Linked DNA regions of Mus musculus: region 1 is linked to region 2. Evidence: chromatin contacts called from public HiChIP or PLAC-seq data. All regions are on one chromosome and are shown on one strand. Each heading gives the region's core, a stretch centred on a gene start, on an enhancer-like site or on the middle of the called end of the contact. The rest is flanking DNA. Distances are from core to core; before and after follow the strand shown. Region 1 overlaps Gas2l3 (growth arrest-specific 2 like 3). Region 2 has its middle 70 kb from the start of Ano4.

What was found. HiChIP or PLAC-seq counts read pairs in DNA pulled down with a chosen protein or histone mark.
Region 1: a contact with region 2 is called in an H3K27ac HiChIP or PLAC-seq map of the HPC-7 cell line, with 6 times the contacts expected there. The contact joins two enhancer-like sites. A contact is called at or near these places in 1 of 15 datasets of contacts at CTCF or cohesin (pro-B cells), 13 of 484 Hi-C or Micro-C datasets (the C10 cell line, Sertoli cells, cerebral cortex and 6 more), 4 of 115 datasets of contacts at active chromatin or transcription factors (the HPC-7 cell line and embryonic stem cells) and 1 of 9 other capture datasets (embryonic stem cells).

Annotation. Positions count from the first base shown.
Region 1 is chr10:89,405,426-89,409,928 of GRCm38.p6, reverse strand. It overlaps Gas2l3 (growth arrest-specific 2 like 3), which reads left to right. Exons shown (of 11, transcript NM_001033331.2): 11 at 1-1,106. Among named protein-coding and RNA genes, the nearest start is that of Gas2l3, 36 kb to the left of the region's middle. Within about 2 kb of position 2,203, at least 30 of the 459 cell types and tissues checked have an H3K27ac peak or open chromatin away from gene starts, as enhancers often do. A contact at or near this core is called in the HPC-7 cell line, where this site is marked.
Region 2 is chr10:89,324,963-89,329,660 of GRCm38.p6, reverse strand. It overlaps a transcript of Ano4 not described here. Among named protein-coding and RNA genes, the nearest start is that of Ano4, 70 kb to the right of the region's middle. Within about 2 kb of position 2,565, at least 10 of the 459 cell types and tissues checked have an H3K27ac peak or open chromatin away from gene starts, as enhancers often do. A contact at or near this core is called in the HPC-7 cell line, where this site is marked.

The DNA.
Region 1 (4,503 bases), core at 954-3,453, 81 kb before region 2:
TATTTTATGTAAGTACACTGTAGCTGTCTTCAGACACACCAGAAGAGGGAGTCAGATCTTGTTACGGATGGTTGTGAGCCACCATGTGGTTGCTGGGATTTGAACTCTGGACCTTCGGAAGAGCAGTCGGGTGCTCTTACCCACTGAGCCATCTCACCAGCCCATGAAGGGATTCTTTTTACACTCTGCTTCTGGGGAGGTGTTTGAAGAGAGCACCTTCCCAATGTATGGACTTTTAGTGCCCTTGGCCTGTCATCTCCACAAAGTCTCATCACGCAGATGCAGCTTGCCTGGCATTCTCTAGGTAGCCCAGGCTGGCCTTGAGCTCATAGCAATCCTCCTGCCTCAGTCTCCTGAGTACTGGGTTTGCAGGTTTCGGGTACCACATCAGCTTGATTTCATAATGGATAAAGGAATAGTTTGGAGAAAATAATTTCTTCTGCAGTCTTTTTTATTTCTGTCTAATTTAAAAATCTGTTACTTCCTTAAAAGGAGCTAATAAAGGTTTTGATGTATTCTTACATCCAAGTTTCATGCCATCTCTGTGTCAGTTTGGATTTGTATATATTCTGTTGTTTTTTAATTGTTGTTGTTGTTTCATGTCAGCAGTATTTGTATCCAACTTAACTTATATTTTCTCAAGTATTAAAATGTCAGCATAAACCCACTCTGTTTGCTTTTTTAATGTATTTTAACTGTGTTTTGATTATTTGACCCATGTTGGAAATTGCATATATGAAACTGATAAATTAAGAGTTTTAAATATTATGTTATTTTAAACATTTTTTTATTGTATTGTTTCTCGATATTGTTTCAGAAAGACCAGACTCGTGGCTAATTATCTTTGAGATAATGGAAATGATCAGTTATTAAAGTCAAATTTTATAGGACACACCAACACTGTGCTTACAGAAAGTCACTGATAATAGAATTTCAAACTTCCTTTTCCCATAGTCCTGTTTCAGGGTCACACTTTGATACACCGTAAATGTATTTGAAATCCTTTTTTTAATGTTCTTTTATGACCAGAGCAATTATTAAAATGGAGTTAACCTACTATGTATTTCCTGGGCTGTTTCTAAGAATAAAATCCCAAATGAAGTTTTATGTTTGCCTAACTTTATAAGTGTAAAAAATTTAAGTGTAAGTGTATTTTATGACATTCTGGAAAAGATGAGGCACACTTAAAACCTTTTTTGGGTAAATATGAAAACACAGACAAATCTTAAGTGGTTTTACAATATCTATACTGTTAATGTAGAAAACCCACAATCTTGAAGGAATAATGCAAAGATAATGTTTTCTCTTTCTACATTAGGTGGGAACAATTTAAGCACTGGTTGGAGATATAGCCTCAGTACACACCAATTAAAATTAACCTCTGTGGCCTACCTTTTATGACTCCTACCAATTTTCTTATGTCACTTTAAATTACTTCACATATTACGAAGGTGTGAACAAAGAGAAGAAACTGAAGTTGTGTATAACTGTTTGCCTCTGACAAACAGCAGTGTCTGTGCCAGGCTGCTATGGAAGAGAGAATAAGAGGGATGTTGCATTCAAGATCACTGGGTGTCTGTCACAAAACACTTAAGTAACACCTGGGCAGTGGTGGCACATGCCTTTAATCCCAGCCCTTGGGAAGCAGGTGGATTTCTGAGTTCGAGGCCAGCCTGATCTACAGAGTGAGTTCCAGGACAGCCAGGGCTACACAGAGAAACCCTGTCTCGAAAAACCAAAACAACAAAAAACAAGGATTCCATAAGAATAGGTGTTATCTTTACCAGACTGTTAGAACCATCCGGAAGGCAAGAATTATAGCTGTTGTTTACCTCTGTGTTCTCAAGAACGAAGTTTGGCACACAGTAGGCATTTAGTACTTTTTATTTATGGGGAATTTTATACAGTGTGTCCTGATCATGTTCACCCCAGGTCTATCCTAGAATTTCTTCCAGAACAACACCTCCACACTCTGTTTATGCCTTTTCCTTCTCTGGAAGATACTGTCTTGCAGTACATGTCCTGGCCCTCTGGCTTTTACAGTCTTTCTGCCTCTTCTTTGATGTTCCCTGAGCCTTCAATGTAGAGGTTGTGTTGTCAATGCATTCAGCAGGGGCAAGCATTCAATGCTCAGTTGAGCTCTGCACTTTGACCATTTGTGGCTTCCTGTAACGGTCCCCATCTGCTGTAAATAGAGGCTTCTTTGGTGAGGGATGAGAGAGCTACACTAATCTCTCAGGGTGAGAATAAGCATCAGAATACAGTTAGAGGTTATACTGGCATGGGAAACTGCTGGAGTAAGCTCTCCTCTCAGTTCCAGATCACTTCCACCAGATCCTGTGCCCTAAGTGTGATGTCTTCAAGATGTTACCTTCTTTCTCTGGCAAGTACCAGGGACAAAGGCAATGGCCTGTACTGTTTTAGGAGGTCTCTTGGACTCTCTTGACTAACAATTCAAGGGGGGGGGCGGTTCATGCCTGTCATTTGGGATTTTTATTAGTCTATTGTTTTAGGGGGAGGGAAGCATTGCCCCCCTAGTGTGTGTAATTTCAGTTCATCTCTCTTCCCCTCTCTCCCTTCCTTCTACCCTTCCTTCTTCCCTCTCTTTATGTGTACATAATTTTAGATAGTCATACTTCCCTATATCTTTTTCAAACATCCTTAGTGTTATGTAACCCTCCATGTGGCCATTCCTCCTCCTCCTCCCCTCCCCCCTCTCCCTTACCCTCTTCCTCCTCCCCCCTCCCCTCCCCTTCCTCCTCCTCCTCCTCCTCCTCCTCCTCCCCTCCCCCTCTCCCTTCCCCTCCTCCTCCTACTCCCTCCTCCCCTCCGCTTCCTCCTCTTCCTCCTCCTCCTCTGGTAAGTCTCCCCCACTGTGTCTTCATAACAAATGTATCCAACTGTTCCCTATATGAACGAGCTTCATCCTTAAAAAATTACATCATTATGTATTTGCATGTATATATGTCACACACACACAGTTGGGTGGCTAAGCCACAGTGCATGTGTGCAGGTCAGAGTCTGTTCTCTAGCTTTATGTAAGTTCCGGGGTTCAATCGCCAATGGCCAGGCTTGTGCAGCAAGTGTTTGCATCCTCTAAGCCTTCCCATCAACCTAGAACGCACTGTCAGTACATGAGAAAACTAAGAGAGTTACTTAGTATATGTAAAATACCTACCACAGCTGACTAGTTGAAGTTTAGTTAAGGGACAGTTTTTTTAATTACACTTATTTTCTGTGTGTGAAGACCAGAGGACAATTTGCAGGAGTTCTCTCTACCATATAGGCTACAGGGAAAGAACTCTTCATCAGCCTGGGTGGCAGGTGCTTTTACCTAGTGAGTCATGTCACTGAAATGTCATTTTTTGGTAAAGCTATTAATAGTCTCCCATTAATTGTTGAATTGCTCTTTATGTTATGTGAGCTAGAAAATGGTATTATGTGTGATTTTTTTTTGAAGATCTGCTTTTTATTATTTTTGGCTTTTGTACTTTCTTAGAAAAATCTCAATATAATTGCTTTTGTTGATGGTGGTTGATTTTCTTTTTTTTCTTTTTTTTTTTTTTGGTTTTTGGTTTTTGGTTTTTGGTTTTTGGTTTTTGGTTTTTGGTTTTTCGAGACAGGGTTTCTCTGTATAGCCCTGGCTGTCCTGGAACGCACTTTGTAGACCAGGCTGGCCTCGAACTCAGAAATCCGCCTGCCTCTACCTCCCGAGTGCTGGGATTAAAGGAGGGCGCTGCCATGCCTGGCTTTGTTGTTGTTGTTGTTGTTGTTGTTGTTGTTGTTGTTGTTTTGAGACAGAGTTGTTCTGTGTAGCCCTGGCTATCCTGGAACTAGCTTTGTAGATCAGGCTGGCCTCGAGTCTCACAGAGATCTGCCCCTCTCTATCTCCCAAGATTAAAGGCATGCACCACCACCACCTGGCTAATCATTGCTTTTTAAATGAATAACCCTTTTGTAAGTATTGTAAATAGTAAAATTTAGATATTAGCTTATTCTTAAATTTTAATTTAACTATAAAGTGCTTTACTATATTTATTAAAACAATAAACTATTGAATGAAGTCCCCAAGACAACAGAATAAAATTGGTCTGTAATTATCACAGTTGAATGAATAAGAAAAAGAAATAAGTTAAATGTACTACAGAATACTTATATCAATTAAATTTCCAGATGGGATAGTGGAAGTGGTTGTTAGTGATATAGGTATCTTCTAGAATCACTTTTACTACAAAATCAAACAACCAGTGATGGTCTTGAGTGAGCAGGTTCCACATTACCTGCAGAAGGGATAGGTTGCATCCTTGAAGATGTGAGAGCTGTGGTCCAGAGCATGAGGCATGGATGCCACACGTGTTGTGAACAAACTGACATGTATTGGAAGAAGAGTAGGAAATGACACCAGCTTCCCCAGCTCTGAGGTAAAATCTAAACTGCAGTGTGTAATGATTTCCGTTCACCTTGAGCAGCAGGCAGTAAGAACAATTTCTGAAGTTCAGGAAG
Region 2 (4,698 bases), core at 1,316-3,815:
TTATGAGCTATATGAGCTATGAAAGATGGAGAAACTGCCACAGACTGGAGTAGACTGGAGAGTATCATAGCTAATGCAATCTGAGACCCTGAACCACGTTTTTTGTTTTTTTATAAATTTTCGGGAAGTCCAAGATTATCTCCAAATTAAAATTAAAATTAAAAGGTTAACTTTGCACAAGTGGGAAGCACAAGACACAAATTTATAATTAGACAAGAGTTGTAAAAAGCCATCCCAGGGACTCCTACCCAAGTCAAGTAACAAATCCTATTTGGCAAGACCTAGCCATGTCCTAGACCTTCTCATAACTTAAACTCTTCTTTCCCAATCACTGTGCAGCTCACTGTAGTGGTAATCATTTTTGTTACTCTTACGTGCAGTTTTACTGTCCATATTATGAATCCATGAGTAATGTAAGTTTGTTCTGTTTTTATTCAAGTGGTTTTGATTGTGTGTTCGTCTGTGTGTGTGTGTGTGTGTGTGTGTGTGTGTGTGTGTGTGTGTGTGTGTGTGTGTGTGCAGGCCAGAGGACACTCTCATGGGTTGCTCACCTTTGGGTACTTGCGGAGCAGGCTAGGCCGGCTAGCCAGTGAGCCCCACGACCTGCACTCTCCACCTCTCTCTTCCTCTCACTGGGATCACACAGGACAGCACCATGCAAGCCTTTGCTTGTTCGTTGTATAACGAGTTCTGGGAATCAGACTCAGCACTTGAAAAGCACTTTCCTGACGGAGATGCCATCCCAGCCCTCTTGTTCAAGTCTTCGTAACTAGAATCACATGCATTGCTCCTTGTTGGATTTTTTTTTTTATTCAACCTTATGTGAATGAGATTAACCCATGATACTTTGTGAAGATTTGTTTTCTTTCTTATATAGTATTCTGCATTATAGATATGCCTGTTCTTTTAAAACAATAGAAAAAGAAGGATAGTTGATACCAAGTGGGTGTTTTGTGCTGCTAGACGTGGCTGTAGAAAGACTTTATTATTAACTGGTTTAATGTTCACATAATAAGTTTAGTGCCTTTATTATTTCCATTCCCCTATACAAAGAAACAAAGACCAATAGACAAATAACAGGCTCAAGACATGCCCAGGTGTCTTATATATATTGTTATATACAATATATAAATCCTGAGATCATACTCCAATATAATACTATATATATCTCCAGGATCTACAGACTTCATTGATTTCATTCAGTTTCAAGATTCCCCTCTGGCTACACGATATTCTCATTTCACCAAAATTGGTCCCTCAAGGACTAAATCAATATTAAGGCTGTCCTGAAATGTCTGGTTTAAGAGCCACACATAAGCTTTTGATTGATGTTTTCTGTTTGAGGCCCACAAGTGTGTGCACCTTTCTCCACATGGTTTCCTTGTGTCACAGATTGCCACACCTCCTGTGCCTTTGCAGCCCTGACTTAGCACTGAGAGCAGAGGGGTTTTGCCGCTTCGGTTTACCCACAACCCCTTCCTAGACAACTGCTTCCGATTCAAGCGTCCTACTTTACTACTGACTCCTAGTCTTCGATAAGCATTTCTCTTTTGTGCCTGTTCTTCCTGCTCATCCACGGCCGCCTATCACTAACAGATGCTTTCTCTCTGTTGTGTGCATTTCCCATGCCTTTAACCCTGCCCCCTAAAGATCTCCTTTCCAGCATCTTCTAAAGGCAGACTGTTAATGAAAGCTTTAGAGAGAATCGAGAATGGCGACTTTGGAGCAGGTAGACTCATTGGCTATGCTTTAGATCTGAATTGGTCGATCCAACACATTCCACATAGACTGACTTATGTGCCAGGGGTACATTTCCTGTGGCTGATCTTATGCTGTATCTTAACTCCCTATCCTTGAGATTAGCCTTATGACCACCATGTTCAGGTGGAGACCAATACTGAAAGGAATTAAGCAAGTTAAAGAACTTACATTAAACAAAGCTGGCCTATTTCTTGTCTGTGACCACAACCTCTTTATAACTAGGAAGAAGTAAAAGCAGCCGTGTGTGTGTGTGTGTGTGTGTGTGTGTGTGTGTGTGTGTGTATGTACCTCCTTTAACTTTTTTTCCCCTTTTGTCTTGCTTTAAATCAGTGAACATTGTTATGTTTGGGTCTGCCCTTGACAATCTCAGGGATTGCTGGTGTGCAAAAGTACCCACAACCTTGAGTGCTTGGTGCCTGTGACCCATCGGATGAGTCTGAGAGGCACCTTTGTCACAGACGCAGAGCTGCCTTTGTTGTTATTATAGTTTCAGTCATAAGCTTACATCGTAGTCATGGTAACCACGAGTTGGTATTAACCTTCTTCTTGTCTTGCTTTCTTAACAGACAAAGATGTGAGCAGTGGGAGTTATAACCTGTCCTCTGCGACCACGGGCAGCTACTACAGCTGTGTCAGCCAGATCACCATAGGTGAGCAATTGCAGCGACTGTCGTGTAACACGCTTAACCTGAGTGGGAAGGCGGCTTAGGAAGGAACAAGGAGAAAAATACCTATGAAAGAATTGGTTTTCAGAACCACAGCAGTTGCTGCTGGTGGGTTCTCGTCCTGGGGCGCCCTCTTGTGGATTTTTGCTGCTATTGGAAGGAGTCGTGTAACTAGCCTATAGCGAATGGGTCTTTTCCTGCTTCAGTGCTCGCCTTAGCTCTTTCATTGGTGTGTTATCTGAACTGTGATGCACTTAATATCACAATCAAGTTCTTCTGTAATATCTGTGGAGAATTATTAAATATTCTTTCAGGAAGAAACCTCCTGGTAACTGCAAATAGAAAACGAATGTTATGTAAAGTACAGAAAATTTTGTCCACCAAATTTTGTCCACTTGGAGGGAAGGAGTACCTTTCCTGTCTGAAGAGTGTGTGAAGCAGATGTTAGTGTGCTGCTAAAATCCAAAGTCAGACTTTCCTTATTGGGATCTGAATGAACCAAGGAGAACCAGACAGACATAACATTTCCCACCCTCTCGGATGCCCTTCTGCACGTATTACGCCTTGGTCGTCCTTCAAGGCATTCTGCTGTCTAAAGAATCCCATGTGTACTAGCCACCCTGTCCCTCCCTTCTCTGAAACAACATTGCCACTCCCTACAGTATGTGACATTGGAAATGTCCTCATATTGGGGCATGCAGTCCTCTCACACACCCCACCCCAGCCCTGTCTCATGCAGGAAGCCCGTGAACTGCAACAAAAGGGCAGAGCACACCTGCACTCTCTCCTACTTTCTTCCCTACCCAAGCTTAAATGTATTTACTGTGTCCAGATAGGGAAGAGTAACATAACCTTCTTTGTTTTTCTGCCTGTTGAGTCTATTCTCTCCCACTTCTTTCAAAACTTTCCTGAGTCCAGAATCGTAGGCAGTGACTTACAAACAATTTGGTGGTGACCACAGCTAATATTTATTTTGTATTCATGCGCTGCTGTTGGCTCTCTATTTAATCCATTTTACTAGACAGGAACTCTGTGAGATGGCACCAGTATTTCTTCATCATACAGATTAGGGGACTTGACTTCTTTTTGTTATTGATATGATCAGGGTTCCAGTATAGGTCTCTTAGACTACAACCCATGCCTTGGGACTCCAGAATGTGGCTTCTTTAACTGCCATAGCAGGGAGCTCTGTCAAATAATGACGGGCCTGTAAAATGCATTTGAATTCTTTTGATTATAAAGTCGCAAAAGTATATTTGAGCAGAAAACTACACATGGGCACCTTCTATTTGAAATACCCATTAAAAACCACATTGGATTTAAAATGCCACCAAGCAAAATGGACCCCAATTCCCTGATTAGTTTACTAAAAAATGTCCTGTGACTGCCGGGATTGCTGCTTGCAAGACAATGTGCTATTAGTTTCAGTGGGACGATCTTTGACCCTGACATCGTACTTCTGGGTATTTTATAAAGTGTCTGCACTGCCATCACCTCTGTCTAATTTACTCTGAAGTCCGTTGCTGCTCACTGGTACGAGGTCTCTGGATCTTTACATGGTGTGAGTACGCTCTGACATATCCACTTTTTTCAACTCTCATGAAGTCTGTGGGTTGGTATCACTCTGTTCGAACACCAAAGCAGACTCAAGCATTAAAACTAAATGGGAGAACTTGGTTCAGAGTATTATTTTTTAAGTGATTAATTTTAAAATGAAGAGTAATGACATTTAAAAATAATCCTCTGGAGTTCACCCATCAGAGCCCGTTTGAAAATATCAAACACTTAAGATCTTTTTGGAAATATTTGTCAAGCAGGGGGAGGCCATAGAGGGAGGGCCTGCAGTAAGGCATTGAGAAGCTTGAATGACCAGCATGGATGAGAGACTATTCTGAGACGATTCTGTGTTTCCTGTGGGAGATTCTAGTGTGTTATGCAAGTCAGTGGCTCTGAGTAGAGTCACTGACATGAGACAGTAACAAAGCCAAAAAAGTGGGGTCAGGAGGCACATTGGAGGGTGAAGGACGGGTTAGTGGGCTAGAATGGTCATTGACTGCATCTGAGGGTAGACAAGAGTGCTCTGAGGCTTTGAGTCAGGTTGCCAATGAGTCTAGCCACTGTCAGAAATATGTAAGTTAGGAAAAGGGTACAGCCAATATAGTTTGGACATGCTGGGGTGTGGCCCATAAAGCTTGGCTATGAGGTAATGCATGGGACTCCTTAAAATCTCTTGAAGGAAATTGGAATTGTGGGTAGAATGGTCAGAGGCTAC